2 separate regions of the Rattus norvegicus genome follow, and region 1 is linked to region 2. Evidence: chromatin contacts called from public Hi-C data. All regions are on one chromosome and are shown on one strand. The core of a region is the stretch at or near the end of the contact, and the rest is flanking DNA. Distances in the headings are between cores, read along the strand shown.

Evidence for each region. Hi-C and Micro-C count contacts between places; a contact is called where the count stands out from the background.
Region 1: a Hi-C map of frontal cortex shows a contact between it and region 2, with 1.6 times the contacts expected there. The contact joins the enhancer-like site here to the promoter of Cnksr3 in region 2. A contact is called at or near these places in 2 of 12 Hi-C or Micro-C datasets (frontal cortex and mammary epithelial cells).

The regions. Positions count from the first base shown.
Region 1 is chr1:46,100,182-46,103,806 of GRCr8, forward strand. No RefSeq gene overlaps it. Among named protein-coding and RNA genes, the nearest start is that of Scaf8, 31 kb to the right of the region's middle. Within about 2 kb of position 1,955, at least 20 of the 93 cell types and tissues checked have an H3K27ac peak or open chromatin away from gene starts, as enhancers often do.
Region 2 is chr1:45,995,259-45,998,771 of GRCr8, forward strand. Cnksr3 (Cnksr family member 3) reads right to left here and starts at 1,663. Exons shown (of 13, transcript NM_001012061.1): 1 at 1,093-1,663. The coding sequence starts at 1,144.

The DNA.
Region 1 (3,625 bases), core at 705-3,204, 110 kb after region 2:
AACTATCGGACTGAGCAGGGGACCCCAATGAAAGAGTTGGCTGAAGGGAATTGCAACCCCACAGGGAAAACAACAATATCAACTAACCAGACTACCAAGAGCTTCCAAGGACTAAACCACCAACCAAACAGTACACGTGGAAGGACCCATGACTCCAGCTACATATGTAGCAGAGGATGGCCTTATGTGATGGTTGGTATATGCTTGGTCCAGGGAGTGGCACTATTAGGAGATGTAGCATTGTTGGAATACGTGTGGGTCGGAGTAGGTGTGTCACTGTGGGTGTGGGCATTAAGACCCTCATCCTAGCTGCCTGGAAGTCAGTCTTCTCATAGCAGCCTTCAGGTGAAGATGTAGAACTCTCAGCTCCTCCTGTACCTGCCTGCCTAGATGCTGTTAGGCTCCCACCTTGATGATACTGGGCTGAGGACATGGCTTTCTGTGTCTGGCAGCTGGCCAGTCAACTAAACAGAAAAAGAATATGACAAAGGTATGGTCTGTCTTCTACAGTGGACTTCTGTCCCTTACACAGTCACTGAAGAGATGGGGGAGGCTTTGGACAAGATTCATACTTGGCGAAAAGTGAATTCATCACAGCCTACCAGCTGGAGAGGGGAGTGACCGGCCAATGTGGGGTAGTGGTGGTGGTGGTGGTGGTGGTGGTGGTGGTGGTGGTGGTGGTGGTGATGGTGGTGGTGATGGTGGTGGTGATGGTGGTGGTGGTGGTGGTGGTGGTGATGGTGGTGGTGGTGGTGGTGATGGTGGTGGTGGTGGTGGTGATGGTGGTGGTGATGGTGGTGGTGGTGGTGGTGATGGTGGTGGTGATGGTGGTGGTGGTGATGGTGGTGGTGGTGGTGATGGTGGTGGTGGTGGTGATGGTGGTGATGGTGGTGGTGGTGGTGGTGGTGATGGTGGTGGTGGTGGTGGTGATGGTGGTGGTGATGGTGGTGGTGGTGGTGGTGATGGTGGTGGTGGTGATGGTGGTGGTGGTGGTGATGGTGGTGGTGGTGGTGATGGTGGTGGTGGTGGTGGTGGTGGTGGTGGTGGTGGTGGTGAAAAGCTAGCCCAGATCTGGAGAAGAGAAGGGGTGAGGTTCCTCCATATCAGCTCTTGGCAGAAGCAAAGCTCACACAGTCCTGGCAACTCCACCTGGAACAGAAGCAGTCGCTCGGGACTCAGCCGGGTTTCGTCCTTCTGTTGTCTCCCAGTTGAAGAACGTCTCTGATGTCTGTCACCCAAAGCAGCTTTGGTGTATATGGTGGGAGAGCGAGGGATGATGGTAGCCTGAGTTTCTTACTCACCAGAAATAAAGAGGGTACTCTGTGAGTTGGGGGAACTCGTGGGTCAGCTAGGCATTTCTCGTTTGGGGTGTACTGTGTAATCTTTACCTTGTTTGTAATCGTGCGGGAAAAGAAGACTTTGTTCTGGGAGGAGGGACGTCCAGGGAAGAACCATCAAAGCAGAGCTGGAAACTCCCCAGTGTTCTGGCTGCTCATGTCCTGGCTGGGCAGGGGAGTGGCTGGGGCACCGAGGGAGGCCTTCCTGTGCAGCCTGTGCTTCTCTGTTGTCACAGCAGCCCTTTTCCTCAGTGTCAACAGACCAGGCCAGGCAGAGCCAAAGGGCTGTATCCCACCCATCAGGAACCAGAACTTAGTCATGAGATGTCTATCTCCAAGTCTGTAACCCAGAATGGAACTGTGCTTTGTGACTTCAGACTGCTTGTTCCTTCTTATCCTCCAGCAGGACACAATCTGCGTTCACCTCCTGTTTAAGCCAACATCATTACTCAGGCGGCCCTAACGAAGCCCGAGACAAGGAAGGCAAGCTTATCCACAGCTCGGCCAGTTTCGTAGGAGCCTTCGGGACTAGGCCTGCTGCAGGGCTAGCGTTCCCTGACTTAGTAAGGACTCAGACGTGGCTCCGGTCCTCACCAGAAGCATCGCTTTCCATCTTCTACCTTCTCTAGAGAAGGATAGTTCATTTGTGGAAGGCTGTGGGGGCGGGGGGGACCATCCGGCTGGGGCAGGATTAGAGTTCTTGGACCTTGACTTGTAGGAGAGCCAGTGATGAGCCGCAGAAGTTACGAATGAGAGGGAAACATATGCTGTGTGAAGGGACCGGATTGCAGAATGGGCTCCACTCCACATCTTCTGTGAACTCCCGCCTCCTACCACCTGGTGTAGAAGGTGGCGTGACGATCAGATCCTAACAAAAGGACTGGAGAGATGGCTCTGTGGTTAGGAGCACCTGCAGTTCTTCCAACAGACTGGGGTTCAATTCCCAGCCCCCACATATCAGCTCACATCTGTCTGTAACTGCAGTTCTAGACCAAATGACACCCTCGCATAGACATACAGGCAAGAAAACCACCAATGCACATAAAGTTATATACATAAATCATTAAAAATACCCCACAAGTGAGTGGTAGAGAGTGTCATTGTGGAGGCACACTTTTGATCTCAGTGCTCAGGAAACAAATACTTATAAGCTTAAGACCAACTTGGCTCTATATACAAGTTCCAGAATAGCCAGAGATACACGGTGAGACCAATAAAGCATACAACAAAAGAGATAAGACCATAAAGTCATGAGGATCTGGGTCTGGATTCTTGGCAGACGCACAAAACCCAGGCAAGTTCATATATGCCTACAATCCCTGCACTGGAGGGAGGGCCAGGGACCAGAGGATCCTGGGACTACTGGGCAAGCAGACAAGCAGAAAAATGACAAGATCATGCTCCATGAAAGACTGTCTCAAAAAACAAAGGGAAGGGCAACAGAGGAAGACATGCACACAGACAGACAGACAGACAGACAGACACACACACACACACACACACACACACACACACACACAGATATACAGACGTATATGCATGGGAAAATAAACATTTTTTTAAGACTGAGTGAGTTTATCAGTCCTAACCATGATACTAAACAACTGTCTCCTCCTGCTTAACAGGGTAGGTAGGGAAGGCATTGATCAGTTAAAAAAAAAAAAATGCTTTGTTTACAATGAAATCTGAAACATGGAAGGAAAATGACGTCGTAACTAGGTTTCTGAGAAGACACGTGGACAAAGTCACCAGGCGCCTTCACAAACAGCTTCAGTGGACTCTGCATAAATGCCCGATGTGACCTTTTGTGCCTCTGAGCTACTTCAATTACAGTAATGTCAGAGAAGGTGGCCAAAGCTGGGTACTATAAATTGTGTTCTTCCTATTACTGTGGACCACTGCAGGAAATTCAGTGCGCACCTCCTGTTCAGACTGTCTGGGACAAGCACAGCAGGAGTAAACACAACCTCCTCACCTCGTTTGCTTTCCTGAGAGGTTAAAACAGCACTAACGACTGCATCTAGGCCCTGGAAGCCCTTGCTAACCTGTACGCTCCCAAATGAGCAGTACTCAGTCATACAACATCCAGTGGCTTCACCAAGGTCTGTCCCAGTCAATTAACACACCGAACCACTTTTCCTTAAGAACTGAGAATTCTGTGATGTTAGATAATCATAATTATTAAAAGTCATGGACCTCAGGTAAACACAGAGGCATAGAGGTGTGATGTCAGCACTCAGGAGGCTGAGGCAGGAGGATCATGAGTTTGAAGTCACCTATGAGCTCCT
Region 2 (3,513 bases), core at 413-2,912:
TTCCAGTGACCTATATATGACTCTGGCTTGAGAAATGACAGGATGGGGTTTCCACTGTGCCACAGCCATGGGTAGGGCAGTCTGAAAGATGACCTGAACACACCGGCATCACCTACTTCACATCTGCGGAGATGGACAAAGACAGAGCAGTTAGCCAAGTGTGAAGCACACTACAACTCCTGTGACTTATTCTTCACCTGGAAGACCAGCGGGGGGGTGGGGGGGGAACCGCGGGGTGGGGGGGGGGGTCTGGATAACTTGAAACAGATGTTGAAGTGAGGAAGTGGGACCCCTGAGACTCCAGTGGTTGATTTCACGAAAGGGTGAGGACAAAGAGAGTTGAGTACCTCTGGCAACTGTCCCTAGCAATCATGAGAGACAAGATAAAGTAACAGGGACACTTCCACTCCTGCTGCACCGCCCAGCACCCACTGGTTTCCTCTTCCCAAGAACTGTACAGAACCGGACTGTATGCAAGACCCTCAGCTCCCTCTCGGTGCTTAACTGGCCTCAAATGCTGCGCCCTTGGGGGTCCTGGCACCTTCAGAGCTGAGTCCCTGCCTCTGCGGGAGTCCTGGCGCTAAGGTTCTCACAGGCGCGAAAGCCAGTTCGCCCTCTCCAACCCAAACAAACAGGCTAGGCTGGCCGCAGGAGTCTTGGTCTACCTGCCCATCTGCCGGGTCACGCCCGCGGATTGCTTCTGGCCCGCAACCTTTACTAGATCCAGGGGCAGTCACCCACACAAAGACGCCTTGTGCCTCTGCGTTTAACGACAGGCAGAAGTCTCGGGCACCGTACCGGAACAGAGCAGTGAGTACCCTGGCGCCAAATCCCTAGTCCCACATTCCCAGGCGATCTTCCCATCCTATATAACTCCCTGGCTTAAATATGGGTGTCCCGTCGACTGCACACAACGCGCACCCCCACGAAAAGAAAACGATCGGAGCAGGCGCATCAGAAAGGGGCGCATAAGCCGCTCCGCAGAAGTTTGCTTTGTCGCCCGCAGGAGGGGCCGAGCACCCCAGTGCCCAACTCTTGGCCCGCCCCAGCTCCCCGGCTGCAGGACGCCGGGGTCCTTCACGGCCCGCTCACCTCTAGTCCAGTCCACCACTTGTTTGGGGCTCCACTTGGTCACGGGCTCCATGGTAAGATGCTTCTCTACCCGCTGGGCTGGGGAGTCGACGGCGGAGTCCTGAAACTTGCGCCCGCAGTTGTCCCTTGCGTGTCCCGGGCGTCCGCTCAAGCCTGCATGGCCGCAGTCAGCCAGCCATCGCGCAGCGGCTCAGCGAGGGGAGTGCGGCCCTGGGTCCCTACGTACGGGACAGCTGTGTCCGGTACGGCTGCTCCCCGCAGCTACCGCCGTCCAGCTGCAGTTCTCCCCCACGCAGCTCTGGGATACAGCTGCTTCTCCGTGACCACCGCAGCAGCGGGCGCAAGATTGCAACCTCAGACCCCAGGCCCGGGGCTGCTCAGGCGTGGAACTCTCCTGGCCGGGAACTTCTAGGTCGGCTGGCCCTCCGCAGCCCCTGCGAGCTGTGTCCGCTCCCGAGGTCCTCACTCCGCGTGCGCCGGTGCCTCGAGCCTTCCCGCCAGCGGGTCCCACCTCCTGCGCCACCGTCGCGGGCCGCCCGGGAGGGGAAAAACGCAGAGCCTGCGCGCTCGGGTAGCAAAGTTTCTGCTCCGCTCGCTGCTCCCGGAATAAGAGCGGGGGCGGAGCGGAGCGGGAGCAACACGTGGGAGGGGGCGGAGCCGAGTGGGAGCAACACGTGGGAGGGGCGGGGCCGCGATGACGCGGACTCCAATTGCTTTCCCTCCTGCATCCCAGCTTGGGACTCCCCGGCTCTACTTTTCCTTTTCAAGGAGTGAGCTGTAGCTGCTGCTGGAGTCCTGGAGAGCCGCTTGGCTCCCAAGAGGTCCCAGTTTAGTGGCAGCCGAACCATCTGAATCCTGTAAACAGTTTTTTTTCTTTGTTTCTTGGTTGGAGATGTGTACGTTCTTGTTTTAAAAGCGTCAAGTCGCTATCTCATTTAGCCATTCAGGGGTCTTTTAAGTTTCCTAAAGTAGGCCAGTTGTGCTTTGGACAAAAGGACGGCGGTATACCACTGCTCTCAAGGCCGCTACATTGTATCAACTCTTCGCTCTAATAACACTAGAACGGCAGCTCTTCGAGTTGTGTTTTGCCATAATGCAATAGTCATATTTTCAAAATGACCTAATGCTCGATTCAGATTAGTCATTAACCCTAAGGCGAAATTTGTCAGTGAGCCAAAAAGAAAAGAAAGAAAAAACAGAACCTTATCCAGTTTCAGTCTCTGACAAGAGAAGGAAAACCCTTTCTGTACTGCAAGCCTCAATTTGGAAACAGGGCACCGGTCTGGGGAAAACCCTATAACCTGTGTTTACCTCCCTCCTGCCCTCCTTGCTTTCCCTCCCACACACAAGCAGACACTCTTAGGGCCCCTAGTGAGTCTTCTTTCAATTATAGTTATTGATTCCCATCTTCCCCTTGGCTACTATTAACCCTATCCAAGGAAGAGGCTGCTTGGTATTTGGGTATATTGAGCTGGATCTGTTCTTCCTCTTCCAACTGCTTAGCTTCTGGCGTAAGGGAGTGTTTATTCATTCAGTAAATGCCTGCAGTTGCCTCCCCTGTTCTAAACACTGCGTTCCTATTTGCTCTGTTAGGATAGGTGTTCTTTATTACACGTGAGACTCGCCACTAGTACCCAGATCTCTGTTGTACAGTGAGCGTTCTGGGTGTATAGTGTACAAACTGTCTTAGCCCTCCTGTGCAATTTGTCTATGCAACAAAAGACATACAAGTACCAAAAATAGCGATTTTTTTAAACAAAAGTAATTAATTACCCAACCCAGAAACTTGACAAAGACTTTGAGAAGATTCCTGGTATTTGCCCTCTTTTAAAGAAATGATCGGGGTTGGGGATTTAGCTCAGTGGTAGAGCGCTTGCCTAGCAACCACAAGGCCCTGGGTTCGGTCCCCAGCTCCGAAAAACAGAAGAAAAAAAAAAAAGGAAGAAATGATCTTTGACACCTGTCTTTCCTTAACCATCTTTAATGGCCTCCAGAGTGAAGAACCGTCTTGACCTTTGCACAGTGGGAACTATGCCTACAGTTTTGAAAACAACTATATGATTAGGATGACCAAGCAAGTAACTCATCTACAAAACAGTGCTGCCTACGAAAGGGGACACAACAATAACTAAGTTGATAGACTATGAATCTGGCCATATAACTCCTGGATCACAAAGAGAACCAAATGCTATATCAAACGATTTTGCTGTAGAATTTTACTTGGTGTTTTGACAATGTCCTCTTGTTCCTTTACATTTGTTGTACTGGAACATTAAAAAGCTGGAATTCCAGAGTCCAGCTTGCTGAATTTCACCCCACAGATAGCACAATCTACACTCAGCACATTAAACAAAATATGCAAAGAGAGCCAACTTAAAATCTCCAAAACGAAAGACCAATTAACTATATAAATGAATTAGC